2 separate regions of the Sus scrofa genome follow, and region 2 is linked to region 1. The links are chromatin contacts, called in public Hi-C maps. All regions are on one chromosome and are shown on one strand. Each heading gives the region's core, a stretch centred on a gene start, on an enhancer-like site or on the middle of the called end of the contact. The rest is flanking DNA. Distances are from core to core; before and after follow the strand shown. Region 1 holds the start of STARD3 (StAR related lipid transfer domain containing 3). Region 2 holds the start of CDK12 (cyclin-dependent kinase 12).

Evidence for each region. A called contact is a pair of places that touch in the nucleus more often than the background predicts.
Region 2: a contact with region 1 is called in a Hi-C map of liver, with 2.5 times the contacts expected there. The contact joins the promoter of CDK12 here to the promoter of STARD3 in region 1. A contact is called at or near these places in 2 of 47 Hi-C or Micro-C datasets (blood and liver) and 1 of 2 datasets of contacts at active chromatin or transcription factors (alveolar macrophages).

Annotation. Positions count from the first base shown.
Region 1 is chr12:22,677,854-22,684,065 of Sscrofa11.1, reverse strand. It overlaps STARD3 (StAR related lipid transfer domain containing 3), which reads left to right and starts at 3,381. Exons shown (of 15, transcript NM_001143725.1): 1 at 3,381-3,430. It overlaps PPP1R1B (protein phosphatase 1 regulatory subunit 1B), which reads left to right. Exons shown (of 6, transcript XM_021067047.1): 6 at 2,036-2,822. The coding sequence ends at 2,085.
Region 2 is chr12:22,828,417-22,834,572 of Sscrofa11.1, reverse strand. It overlaps CDK12 (cyclin-dependent kinase 12), which reads left to right and starts at 3,178. Exons shown (of 18, transcript XR_002337130.1): 1 at 3,178-4,857. MED1 (mediator of RNA polymerase II transcription subunit 1) reads right to left here and starts at 4,168. Exons shown (of 20, transcript XM_021067050.1): 1 at 4,054-4,168.

The DNA of each region.
Region 1 (6,212 bases), core at 2,132-4,631:
AGGGATAGAGGACTCGGAGTGTCCCGTGCCCCCGACACCTGCATTTCTGAACCTAGCATGTGGTCTCTGCGGAGAGGCTCAGGGCTGGTTGATAAGTCCTCTCCAGGAACCTGTGGCTCTTGCCTCCTTTTTATTTCCCAGGCTGGAGGTGAGAGGGTGCCCTCTAGTGTCTAGATGGAGAATTTAGGATTCAAGAACCAGCGCATCCTCTGGACCTCCAACCCCAGCTGCCCGCAAAAAGGGGCCAGGGAGGAGGAAGGAGCCTGAGACCTACGCAGGAGATAGAGATCCCAAGTCCAAAAATCTCCATGGGGGGGTCCCAGGGCCTAGAGAATTCCTAGGCAGAAGGATCTCAGCCCCTCCTATGGCTGTTTTTCTTCCCTGTCTGGCAGACATCTATCCCTCCCTGTGCACATTAAATGTTTGGGCCCCACTATTTATGGGGATGAAAAATAGCCAGGAGTTCCCATGGTGGCTCAGTGGTTAACAAACCCAACTAGGATCCATGAGGATGCAGGTTTGATCCTTGGCCTCACTCAGTGGGTTAAGGATCCGGTGTTGCTATGAGCTGCGGCGCAGGTAGGTGGCAGAGGTGGCTCAGATCTTTCCTTCTTGTGGCTGTGGTGTAGGCTGGCAGCTGTAGCTCCAATTTGACCCCTAGCCTGGGAATTTCCATATGCCTCGGATGCAGCCCTAAAGCCCTAAAAAAGAAAAGAAAAGAAAAGAAAAAGCCAATCCCTAATTGAAGGCCATCCATTGCACCCAAACAAAATGGAATGGGCCTCCTCTTTGCATTGGCAGTGGGTGCATCAGCCATGGGAGAAAAACTCCAGTTGGAAGAGTTGAGTCTCTCTCAGGACCCCCCACCCCCACCCCCACCCCAGAACAGCTGAAGAGGAGGTGAGAGGAGACTCTTCCCTCAGGAAAAACAGCAGGGCACTGGGTCAGATGACAAGACAACTGGAGTTCCTGCAGTGGCACAATGAGATCGGCAGCATCTCTGGAGCGCTGTCACGCAGGTTCCATCCCTGGCACAGTAGGTTAAGGATCCGGCATTGCCGCAGCTGTGGTGCAGGTCACAACTGCCTCCAGGATCTTATCCCTGGGCCCTGGTTCCCTGAGGTACTCCATATGCCCCAGGGCAGCCAAAAAAATGGAAAAAAAAAAAAAGATGACAAGACAACCAAGGAGCAATTATCAATTGCCACCACTCCTGGAGCATCTCCTGGGGGCCAGCACTGAGCTGCAGAGTATTAACTATTGTTTTATTTAAGGCAGTCTATGCAATTTCTTTCTTACCATCCCCTTCAGAGAGATAACAACAAACTTAACTAAGTCATACGGTTAGACATTGGAAGAGCAGTCTTAGGCCTGTGCTGTCTCCAGTATGCCATGATCACCCTCGGAAAGCATAACCTCAGCCAGCTGACTCAGCTGATGTTCCAGAACAGTCATATAGATACTCAGAGCCTGTATTTTTGTGTGTTTGTTTGCTTTTTTAGGGCCGCACCCGTGGCATATGGAATTTCCCGGGTTAGGGATCAAATCTGAGCTACAGTTGCCGTCCTATGCCACAGCCACAGCAACGTCAGGAATTTCCCGGGTTAGGGATCAAATCTGAGCTACAGTTGCCGTCCTACACCACAGCCACAGCAACGTCAGATCCGAGCCGTGTCTATGACCTACACCACAGCTCATGGCAACGCCAGATCCTTAATCCACCGAGCGAGGCCAGGGATCAAAGCCACATCCTCATGGATGCTAGTCAGATTTGTTTCCACGGCACCACAATGGAAACTCCCCAGAGCCTGTATTTTTATCCCTTTTCCCCATCCCCAGCTGGACAAAAGACAACTTGTGGCCAAGGTCTGGAGGGTCCCTGGGAGCGCCCACCCCCTCTGGATGAGCCCCAGAGAGTTGGAAGCTCTGAGAACCAAGTGGAAGACCCCGCATTAAGTGGTGAGGCTTGGGGAGGGTTGGTGTTGTGATCTTGGTAGGCGTGGCCAAGCCCTAAGTTCCTTTGCTTGCCTTGCAGAGCCAGGGGAAGAGCCACAGCGCCCTGCCCACCCTGAGCCTGGCACATAGGTACCAAGCCCTGCATCTCCCAGATGGAAGTGGAGAGGGCATTGCTGTTCCTCAGAAACCCACCCCATCCCTACCCTATTTTGTACCTTTCTCAATTGCTAGGGCTGCGGCTTCTAGAAGACTAAGGCTGGTCTGTGTTTGCTTATCTGCCCACCTTTGGCTGATGCTCAGAGTCCCTGGGCACTTGCTGCCTGATGCCTACCCCTGCCAGTCATTCCCCCATTCACTGGGTGGGAGCTGGGGTGTGAGAGTCTGCATTGGAAAACTCAGTAAATGGGGGACAAAGGTTCATCCTTCACAATTCTACTCCCCAGACCCTCTCCCCTGGGCATAGGAAACCCACAGGGCAGGACCCTAAGATCTGGGGAAAGAGGGTACTGAGAACTTGTAAGTGCCCACAGATCCTTCTCCATCCCCTGGGAATTCCTTCTCACTGGCGTCTACCAGGGCCCAGGATTCAGGCATCCTTTCCACAGCCTCCACATTTTGGAAATCTTCCCCTTATCACCTGCTCCCCAGCCTGGGTGCCTGGAAGATGGACTGGCAGAGGCTGCTTTGTTGCCTTTTGTTTGTGCTTTGATGCCAGGAATGCCGCCTAGTGTAAGTCCTTGGGAGGAGGGGCAAACAGTGGGGGATCTAGGCTCTCCTTGTCCTCCAGCTGCTCTGTCCTCTTCCCTTCTTCCCTGACTCCAGGCCTGAACCGCTCCCCTGCTGTAATAAATCTTTGTAAATACCTGTGCTGAGACTTCTCTTTCAGGGAAAAGGAGAGGGAGGAGGAGGTTCACTATGTGGTAGTCATCCAAGGGTCAGGTCCTTGACCGTAATGTCCAGTCCTCTAGTTTGCAGCCTTGACTGCAGCCAAGTTCCAAGCCCTCTTAGGAAGGACCACAGACATTCTAGATCCTGCTAGGGAGGTGGAAAGAGGTGGGGCGGGGGCGGGGGCGGGGTGGAGAGAAGAGGGGTGCTTCAAGAGTAACTGGATTCCTCGTCCTCCAGGCCCGCAGGCCTCCCCTCAGGAAGCTCCCCTTTTTTCTCCAGAGTGCTAGGCCTCTGTGGCCCAATAAGCACGAAACCCCTGGGCTTCTAATTCCTCTTTTCAAGCCTAACTTTAGCAGCAGCCCCCATTTCCCGCCCTTGTGGGCGGGGCCTGAGGGCTTGGGGGCGGGGTTGGGAGAGGGGGCGGTGCCTCGGGCCTAGTACCTCCCGGTTCGCTCCCGGGGGCGGACTCAGTGGCGGAAGTGGCGCCGAGAGGAGATCCCCTTCCGCTCGGAGGCGCCGCCGAAGCTTCGGAGCCAGATTGCGGCTGGGGCTGGGAAGAGCCGGAGCCGTGGCTGACATGGTGCAGGTGGGTCCGCGAGAGGTCACTGGGACCGGGTGGTGGTACGAGGGCTACGTCTCGCCGATGGATCCTGGCTCCCTAGCCGGTGTCCGTTCGTGGTTCGGTCCGACCCTTCCCACACCCTCCGCGCTCCAGGTTCCGCCCCCTTCCTATGCTCGGCCTCGCTCCACTCAGCGCGGGGTTGGAGGGTCGTCTGCGTTGACCCTCTACGGCCCCGCCTACTCGAGAGAGCCTTGGAAAGGCGTCCCGGATCGCCCTCCAAAGCCTCTCACGTTGCTGTGAGGGAAGAAGCAAGGGGAAGGTATCAGGGTATTAAAGGTCAGGATCTGGGGAGGGGTCAGGATCTGAGAATGAGGAGGAAAATATTTCCAAGTTCCTGGAGGTCAATGTCTCACCGTCATCCGGTCTCCCTCAACTTCCTTTGGAAACGACAGTGAATGACTTCCCAGTTGACATTATAAGGGCCCTTTAACGTATCTTTCTTGAGTTCTTAGAGGAGCATAACACCAGTGACATAAATTCTCAATTGCAGTAGTGAACACGTACCCATCACCCTCTTTTTTGGCTTCCACCGCGTCGGCATCCCCTTATTTTCCTCCTGCTCTTCTGACTGTAGAAGCACGGTTTCACATTCATCTCTCTTGCTCAGCCAGCCTCTTAACTCTGGATCTGGATGGTCTCATCCACTCTCATGGTTTCAGCTTTACACCACCTACATACCCCAGTCGTGTCCAGATCTACCTTTTCACCGAAGCCTCTCCCTGGAGCCTCAGTTGGCCTTAGGCTACTAGTTGGACAGCTCCACTTCAGCTGGAATTCACTCTGTCTAAACTTGAACTGCTCTTTTCCCCTGCAGATTCCTTCTTTCTCTGCCACCCCATCTCAGCCAGAAACCTAATAATTATCATATATTTCTCCCTCAACTCCCATATCTAAGAGGTGACTTAGTCCAGCTGACTTCCTGAACATGCTTCACATCTAGTCCTGTGCCTCCCTCTCTTCTGTGACCACTCTCGTTGATGTGTTTCTCACCAGGATGACCACAGTGGCTTTCCAGCAACTTCCAGTCATGGCTGCCTGCAGCTCAGTCTCCAAACTGCAATTCTTCTCATCCTTGAAAAACACAATTCATAGTATCACTTCCTTGTCGAAAACCCTTGGATGCTTTCCCATTGCCTATGGGAAAGGCTGCATCTTTAGCACAATTTACAGAGCTCTCTCTGATCTGACGCCTTCCCCGCCAGTCTTCCTGTGTGTATCCTAAGGTCCGACAGGGCACTGCAGGACATGCTTACCCACACCTTGCTGCTTTGTGTCTCTGTGCCTTTGCACGCACCAGCCCCGCTGCCTGGAGAGCCCCTTCTCCTCTTATTGGCTGGGCTGCCTTCTGCTTGTCCTGGAGTGCTCTGCTCAGGCAGCATCACCTTTGGATCACCTTCTGCCCAGCCCACCGCTCAAGGCGCAATATTGCCCCCTCTGAGTCCCTGCAGTGCCCTGTCCATGGTAGCACGATGATTGAGAATCAGATTTCCTGGTTTGTTTTTTTTTTTTTTGTCTTTTTGTCTTTTTGCCATTTCTTGGGCTGCTCCCACGGCATATGGAGGTTCCCAGGCTAGGGGTCCAATCGGAGCTGTAGCTGCCGGCCTACGCCAGAGCCACAGCAATGAGGGATCCGAGCCGCGTCTGCAACCTACACCACAGCTCATGGCAACACCAGATCGTTAACCCACTGAGCAAGGGCAGGGACCGAACCCGAAACCTCATGGTTCCTAGTCGGATTCGTTAACCACTGCGCCACGACAGGAACTCCAGATTTCCTGGGTTTTGACTCTGTTTTGTGACCCCGATGAAGTCCCTGCCTCGGTTTCCTCATTTGTCAAATGGAGATAGTAATGTGCCACCTGATAGAGTGATTGTGAGGATCAAATGAAATAATGTATGTTTAGGACTTAAAACAGGGAGCATGTGACGGTTCAATAAATAAGTGTTAGCTCTTACTGTTTACATGAGGATAATACAGAACCCTGGTTCTGACTTTTAATTTTACAAACTGCTTCAGGACAGTTGATGTGGCTTACTTCTCATTCTGTCCCAGAGCCCCAAAGCCTGACTCTTTGTCAGTAAATAAAATGCTGGGGTGGGAGGTTCCCGCTGTGGCACAGTGGGTTCATGATCTGCCTTGTCTCTGTGGAGGTACCAGTTTGATCCCCAGCCAGCACAGTGAGATCAGGATCCAGCATTACTGCAGCTATGGTGTAGGTCATAGCTGCAGCTTGGATTTGATCCCTGGTCGGGGCACTTCCATATTGCAGTGGGTGTGGCTGAAAAAGGAAACAAAACAAAACAAAAACGCTGGGGTGAGGGTGTTGGGGGCAAGATCTGGATTTTGAATCCAAAAGAGTAAAAGAGGAGTTCCCATTGTGGCTTAGTGCTAACGAACCCAACTAGTATCCGTGAGGATCCGAATTCGATCCCTGGCCTTGCTCAGTGAGTTAAAGGCTCCGGTGTTGCAGACATGGCTCGGATCTGGCATTGCTGTGGCCGTGGCGTAAGCTCCTATTGGACCCCTAGCCTGGGATCTTCATATGCTGTGGGTGTGGCCCTAAAAACACACACGCGCGCACCCCCCCAAAGTAAAAGACCAGGCCAGATGTTTAGTCTGCTCCTGAAATGAATCTGGAAATAGACGTTACATGGCAAGCGTTAAGTCTAGGGATGTGTACATGGAGCTCTGGGGACCTAAGGGAGAAGCAGGGTTCCTAAGAGATGACTTCCCAGAGTTGCCGAC
Region 2 (6,156 bases), core at 1,929-4,428, 150 kb before region 1:
CTGAGAACTTCCATGTCCCACAGGTGTGGCCCTGAGGAAAAAAAAAAAAAAGGAAATAAAGTTTCTGGAGTTCCTGCTGTGGTGCTGTAGGTTTAAGGATCTGCAGCGGCTCAAGTTTTGGCTGAGGCATGAATTGGATCCCCAACCCAGCATGGTGGGTCCATTATTCCTGGAGCTGTGGCTTGGATTCAAGTCCCTGGCCCAGGAACTTCCATATGCTATGGGTGCAGCAGAAAAGAAAAAAACAAAACAAAACAAACCAACACACGCACAAAAAGAAAGTTTCCACTTCTGGAATGATGAATTAATTTGGATGATGAACTTATTTTTTTCATATTTTGGCCACCCCCCTGGGGCATATGGAGCTCCCAGGATAGGGATCAGATCCGAGCCACAGTTGTGTCTCTGGGACAACACTGGATCTTTAACCCACTCTGTGGGGTCAGGGGTTGAATCTGTGTTCCAGTGCTCCTGAGTGATGACGGATCTCGTTGCACTTCAGCAGGAGCTCATGGGTGATGAATTTTATTTTTCAAGATTTGACACATAATCACAATTCCATCTGCTGCTTCTGCTTTTTTGGGGGGGGTATTTTTAGGGCATATGGAGGTTCCCAGGCTAGGGGTCAAATTGGAGCTGCAGCTGCCCACCTATGCCACAGCCATGGCAATGCCGGATCCCAGCTGCCTCTTCGACCTACACCACATCTCACAGCAATGCCAGATCCTTAACCCACTGAGCAAAGCCAGGGACTGAACCTGCGTCCTCGTGGATGCTAATCAGGTTTAAGTGCAGAGCCACAGAGGGAACTCCACAATTCCATCTTCTGCCCCCCTTTTCTATTTTACTGTGGATTGTGGGTGCACTCTGTGTCAAAAATTGATCTTATTTATTTATTATTTTTGGCCACACCTGAAGCATATGGAAGTTCCCAGGCCAGGGATTGAATCCTAGCCACAGCTGTGGCAATGCCAGATCCTTAACCTGAGAGGCCACAGCTGGAGCTTTATGATCTCATTTAAAAGATAGGAAAAGAATGGGAATAATTTTGGTGAACTCATGCCAATGTTTAATAAAGTAGGCCAGTCATTTAATCTAATTATCCATTAAGTCCCATGACATCTGCCATTATGTCAGACACTGGTGGAGACATTTACATCCAGGCCTTCTTGCAGCAATAAATTGGGAGTTACCACACTTGAGTTCCAGTACTTATTTCTTTTTTTCTTGATAGTATTAATTTTACTTCCATAGATTATTTAAAAGTTGTCATGAAAAAGTTTTTTTTTTTTATCAAGATATGTGGACTTAAACATTTAGGTAAAATTTTTTTGGTACTCATGTAATCCAAGCAATATGAACACCTCCAGGGAGTGATTTTGAGAGTCAGCTTTTCTGCCTTCATTCAAAATGTTTTCTGGCTTCTAACCTACTGGCTGGTGTTCCCCTCTTTGCATATACAAATCCTATGTACTCTTCCTGGGCCAACTCAAATGTCCCATTTTTTTTTCTTGTTTAGCCACCTCATCAAATAGAGTTCCCAGACCAAGGATCAGATCCCTGCCACAGTTGCAACCTATCATAAGAAGCAGTGCTAGATCAGTATGCCAGGCAGGGGATTGAACCTGTGTCCTGATGCTGCACAGACACCACCAATCTGGTTGCACCCCAGAGGTAACTCCTAAATGTCCTACTTCTTTGTTGGGGGGGAATCTTTTTAGAGCTACACCCATGGCATATGGAAGTTCCCAGGCTAGGGGTCCAATTGGAGCTGTAGCCGCTGGCCCATGCCACAGCCACAGCATCGCCAGATCCGAGCCGGGTCTGCGACCTACCCAGCTCGTGGCAATGCTGGATTCTTAACCCACTGAGCGAGGCCAGGGATAGAACCCCTAACCTCATCGTTCCTAGTTGGATTGTTTCCGCTGTGCCATGATGGGAACTCCCTAAATGTCCTACTTTTATAATGCTTTCTTTTATCACTCCTAATCTCCTTTTGAAACTTCACACTGCTGTTTATCATTCTTATATTCTTCGAACATTTATCACATTATTATTATTATTATTTTGCATTCCAGTAGCATGTGGAAGTTTTTGGGCTAGAGATTGAACCCTTGCTATAGCAGCGATCTGAGTCACTGCAGTGACAATGCCAGGTCCTAAAGCCACTGCACCACAAGGGAACATATCACCTAATATCTTCTTGTGTATGAGTACATTGTCCATATTCTACTTGAGGACCCTCAGTGGCACTGTTACACAGAGAAGGAACTTTGTCTTACAGATACATGTTTACTGAAGTAAACAATGAGAAAGCCTGGACAAGTCACTTAGCTTCCCTGTGCCTTAGTCTTCTCACTATCACAACCCTATTTCAGAGGAAAGTTGTGAAGATGGAATGAGTTAATATGTGCTAAGGAGTTTTGAAAAATAAAAAGGAAGGGAAGTGTAAGATTTTTGTCTCGTTCATGAATATTATGCTTTGCTTGTTTGTAATTATAATCCTCTGTGAAAATAAAAGGCTAAATGATTCCTAAAGAGTCATAAGATGATCTCAAGAGGTGATGAGCATTCAAGTCTTTAAGCAGTTGAAAGGGTTAGTGCCACACAATGAAAGAGCTTGTAGTATAGTGTCGGACAAGAATTTGAATCTCTTTTTTTGGCCCTTGATGGACCAACTTTGTCACCTTGAGTGAGTTATTTAGCTCTTCTGAGACTGGGTTTCCTTATCGGTAAAATAGGGATAAGGAAATCGTGTTTTGCAGGGTAGTATGAGAAATAGAGAATTAGAGATAATGCACGTAGTAGTATATACAAGTGGGAAGAATTGTTAACACTTAGGGACTTGGGTTGAAATGTCCTCACATTTGTCCTTTGTTCTGTTGACATTATTTTCATCCTGGTACTTGAGAGTTGTTACAAAGCATGCAAAAATTAGTTTGCGCTGGCGCCTGAGAACACGTTTTTGTTCAATGAGTTATTAATAAAGTTTTGAATTTAAAAGATCATCCTAGACCCAATAAAGCTTTGCTCGAATGGGAAGCCGGGATCTTATCGCGAGAATCTGGCGGAACGCGTTTCTGGCCGGGGACCTGCTCTCGCGTTGTTTGAGCAAGCAGCCGCGAGAGGTGAACGAGAAGCACGAAGTACCGCGAGAGTTGGGCATATTCTCGCGATACTTCTCGGGATTACCCCCCTCCCCCCGCTCCTCCAAGTGCCGTTTCGGTTTAACCTAGTGTGTGACTGTGAGTCTGTGTGAGGGAGCGAGTGAGTGTGTGAGGTATTGAGGTGAGGCGGAAGCTAGAAACGGGGCTCCCTCAAGAGCGAGGGACAAAGGGGGTGTGAGGCGCCTAGGTCGCGGGACCCCAGCGACAGGAAGCCGCCCCGAGCCGGGCTACCGGGTAGGGGAAGGGCCCGCGCAGTCCTCACAGGGCCCCAGAGCCCGAGTCGGCCCCACAGCCCCGGGCCGCCGGCTTCCTACTTCCTCGACCTCCTTCCTGGGCGCCTAGGCCTGAGGATTGGCTCGGCTGGAGTTGGAGGGGAAACAGACTCGAGCGGCAGTCCGTTGTCTCACAACTCCACTGCTGAGGAACTCTCATTTCTTCTCTGGCTCCTTCACCCCCTACCTCATGTAGGAGGGTGCTGAGGAGTCGGGAGGGAGGAGGAGCCTGGGCTACCGTCCCTTCCCTCCCCACCCCCTTGTAGGGGTGATTTTGTAGGCGTGGGGCTGGGGTTGGGGGGGAGGGTGGGGGTTACTTTTTGGAGTGCTGGGGAACTTTTTCCCCTTTTTGAGGCCTGGGGAAAGGGAATGCCCAATCCAGAGAGACATGGGGGCAAGAAGGACGGGAGCGGAGGAGCTTCTGGAACTTTGCAGCCGTCATCGGGAGGTGGCAGCTCCAACAGCAGAGAGCGTCACCGCTTGGTGTCGAAGCACAAGCGGCATAAGTCCAAGCACTCCAAAGACATGGGGTTGGTGACCCCCGAAGCAGCACCTTTGGGTACAATTATCAAACCTTTGGTGGAGTATGATGACATTAGCTCAGATTCTGATACCTTCTCTGACGACATGGCCTTCAAACTGGACAGGAGGGAGAATGATGAACGTCGCGGGACTGATCGGAGTGACCGACTGCACAAACACCGTCACCATCAGCACAGACGTTCCCGGGACTTACTAAAAACTAAACAGACAGAGAAAGAAAAAAACCTGGAAACCTTTAGCAAGTCGGGATCGATGAAGGACCGGGTATCAGGAACTTCGAAGCGTTCAAATGAGGAGAATGATGACCATGGGAAGGCGCAGATCTCCAAAAGCAGCAGCAACAAGGAATCCAGGTCATCCAAACTCCATAAGGAGAAGACCCGGAAAGAACGTGAGTTGAAGTCTGGGCACAAAGACCGGAGTAAAAGTCATCGGAAAAGGGAAACACCCAAAAGTTACAAAACAGTGGACAGCCCCAAACGGAGGTCCAGGAGTCCCCACCGGAAATGGTTGGATAGCCCCAAGCAAGATGATAGCCCGTCAGGAGCTTCTTATGGCCAAGATTATGACCTTAGTCCCCCAAGATCTCACACTTCTAGCAATTATGACTCCTACAAGAAGAGTCCGGGAAGTACCTCAAGAAGGCAGTCCGTCAGCCCACCTTACAAGGAGCCTTCGGCCTACCAATCCAGCACCCGGTCACCCAGTCCCTACAGTAGAAGACAGAGGTCCGTGAGTCCCTATAGCCGGCGACGTTCATCCAGCTATGAAAGGAGTGGCTCTTACAGTGGGAGATCACCAAGCCCTTACGGTCGAAGGCGGTCCAGCAGCCCATTCCTGAGCAAGCGGTCTCTGAGCCGGAGTCCTCTCCCCAGGTGAGCTGTTTGTCTTGTCTAACAGTCCTTTCTTTCTTACGGTGGGTTGTGAGGAGCTATTAGAGAAGTTAACATTCTGTTGAAGTTCCCGGTATTGATCATTGACTAGAACACTTGGCTTCACTAGTCATCATGTAGGTGAGTCTGGTCTCTTCTTAACCCAGAATTGGAGAGGTGGAGGAGTATTCACATGCCTACTGCTGCTAAAGGTAGGTACTTCCAGTGGTGGGATCTTCAGCTGTAAGCGTCTGTGAGTAAAATCATAGGCTTCTGCTTACTTCATTGCATCGGATTGATACTGGTTCCCAGCTATTTGGGTTGCCTTGTCTTAAAATTTTAAAAATCACTTTAGTATTAGTGCTTTAGGCTTCATTGAGCCTGATTAAAAAGAAGTAAGAAGTTACAAATTTTCATTTGTATTGTCTCAAGGCTGTTTGCCTAGGTCATCTATCATTTGTGTTATCCACTGAGTCTCCAAACCCATAAGTTTATTTCCTAATTGATAATTTTTTGATAACTTATACAGGACTCCTATCTTCTTTTATCTGATGTTTCTAGTGAAAATTCAGCCGATTAGTCCTTTTCCCTCTGATGGTATAGCTTAACAGAAATTGGTTCCAAAGATAATTTGATTTTCTTTATAGCATCACCGTTGACCTATCTTGTGACCACAGGCAATTTCAGTATCTTTCTGTTAAAAAAATGGTAGTAGTACCTTCACAGTGATATTTTTGTGAGAAAGGCATGTTAATTTGATACTTAATTGTTGGAGTGAATTGTCTAAAGATAACTGTTCTTGTTCCTCTGTGATGAGATGCACCTCCCTTTTTGTAGACTTTACCATTTTCCACAAAAGCAGAACTTGGGCTCTTTTGGGGTTATACCTGAGTGGAATCCTAGTCTTGCTTTGTGAACTTTGGTAAATATTTTCTGTATGTGTAAAATGAGAGTAACTACTAGAGTTGTGAGGATTAACTGATGAACGTGAAGTGCATAGCACAGTGCCTATCAGTAAATTCTTTCTGTGAGTGAGGAAAATGTTGAACACAAGAGAAATTATGATAATTGGAAAAATCCATTTATGTCTTTTATATGTCAATGTAATTTTTGCTGATTTAAAATTATAATTCATAAACTAGTTTGAATTCATCAAGCTGTGCGAGTTCCTAGCTTTCAGAGTATAATGTTCCTTACTTAGGCTTTTCCCCTCCATTTTATTACAATTTTTCAAACAGAAAAGTTGAAAAAATTGTACTTAGGACTCAAATATGTACTACCTAGATTCTGCAGTTAATATTG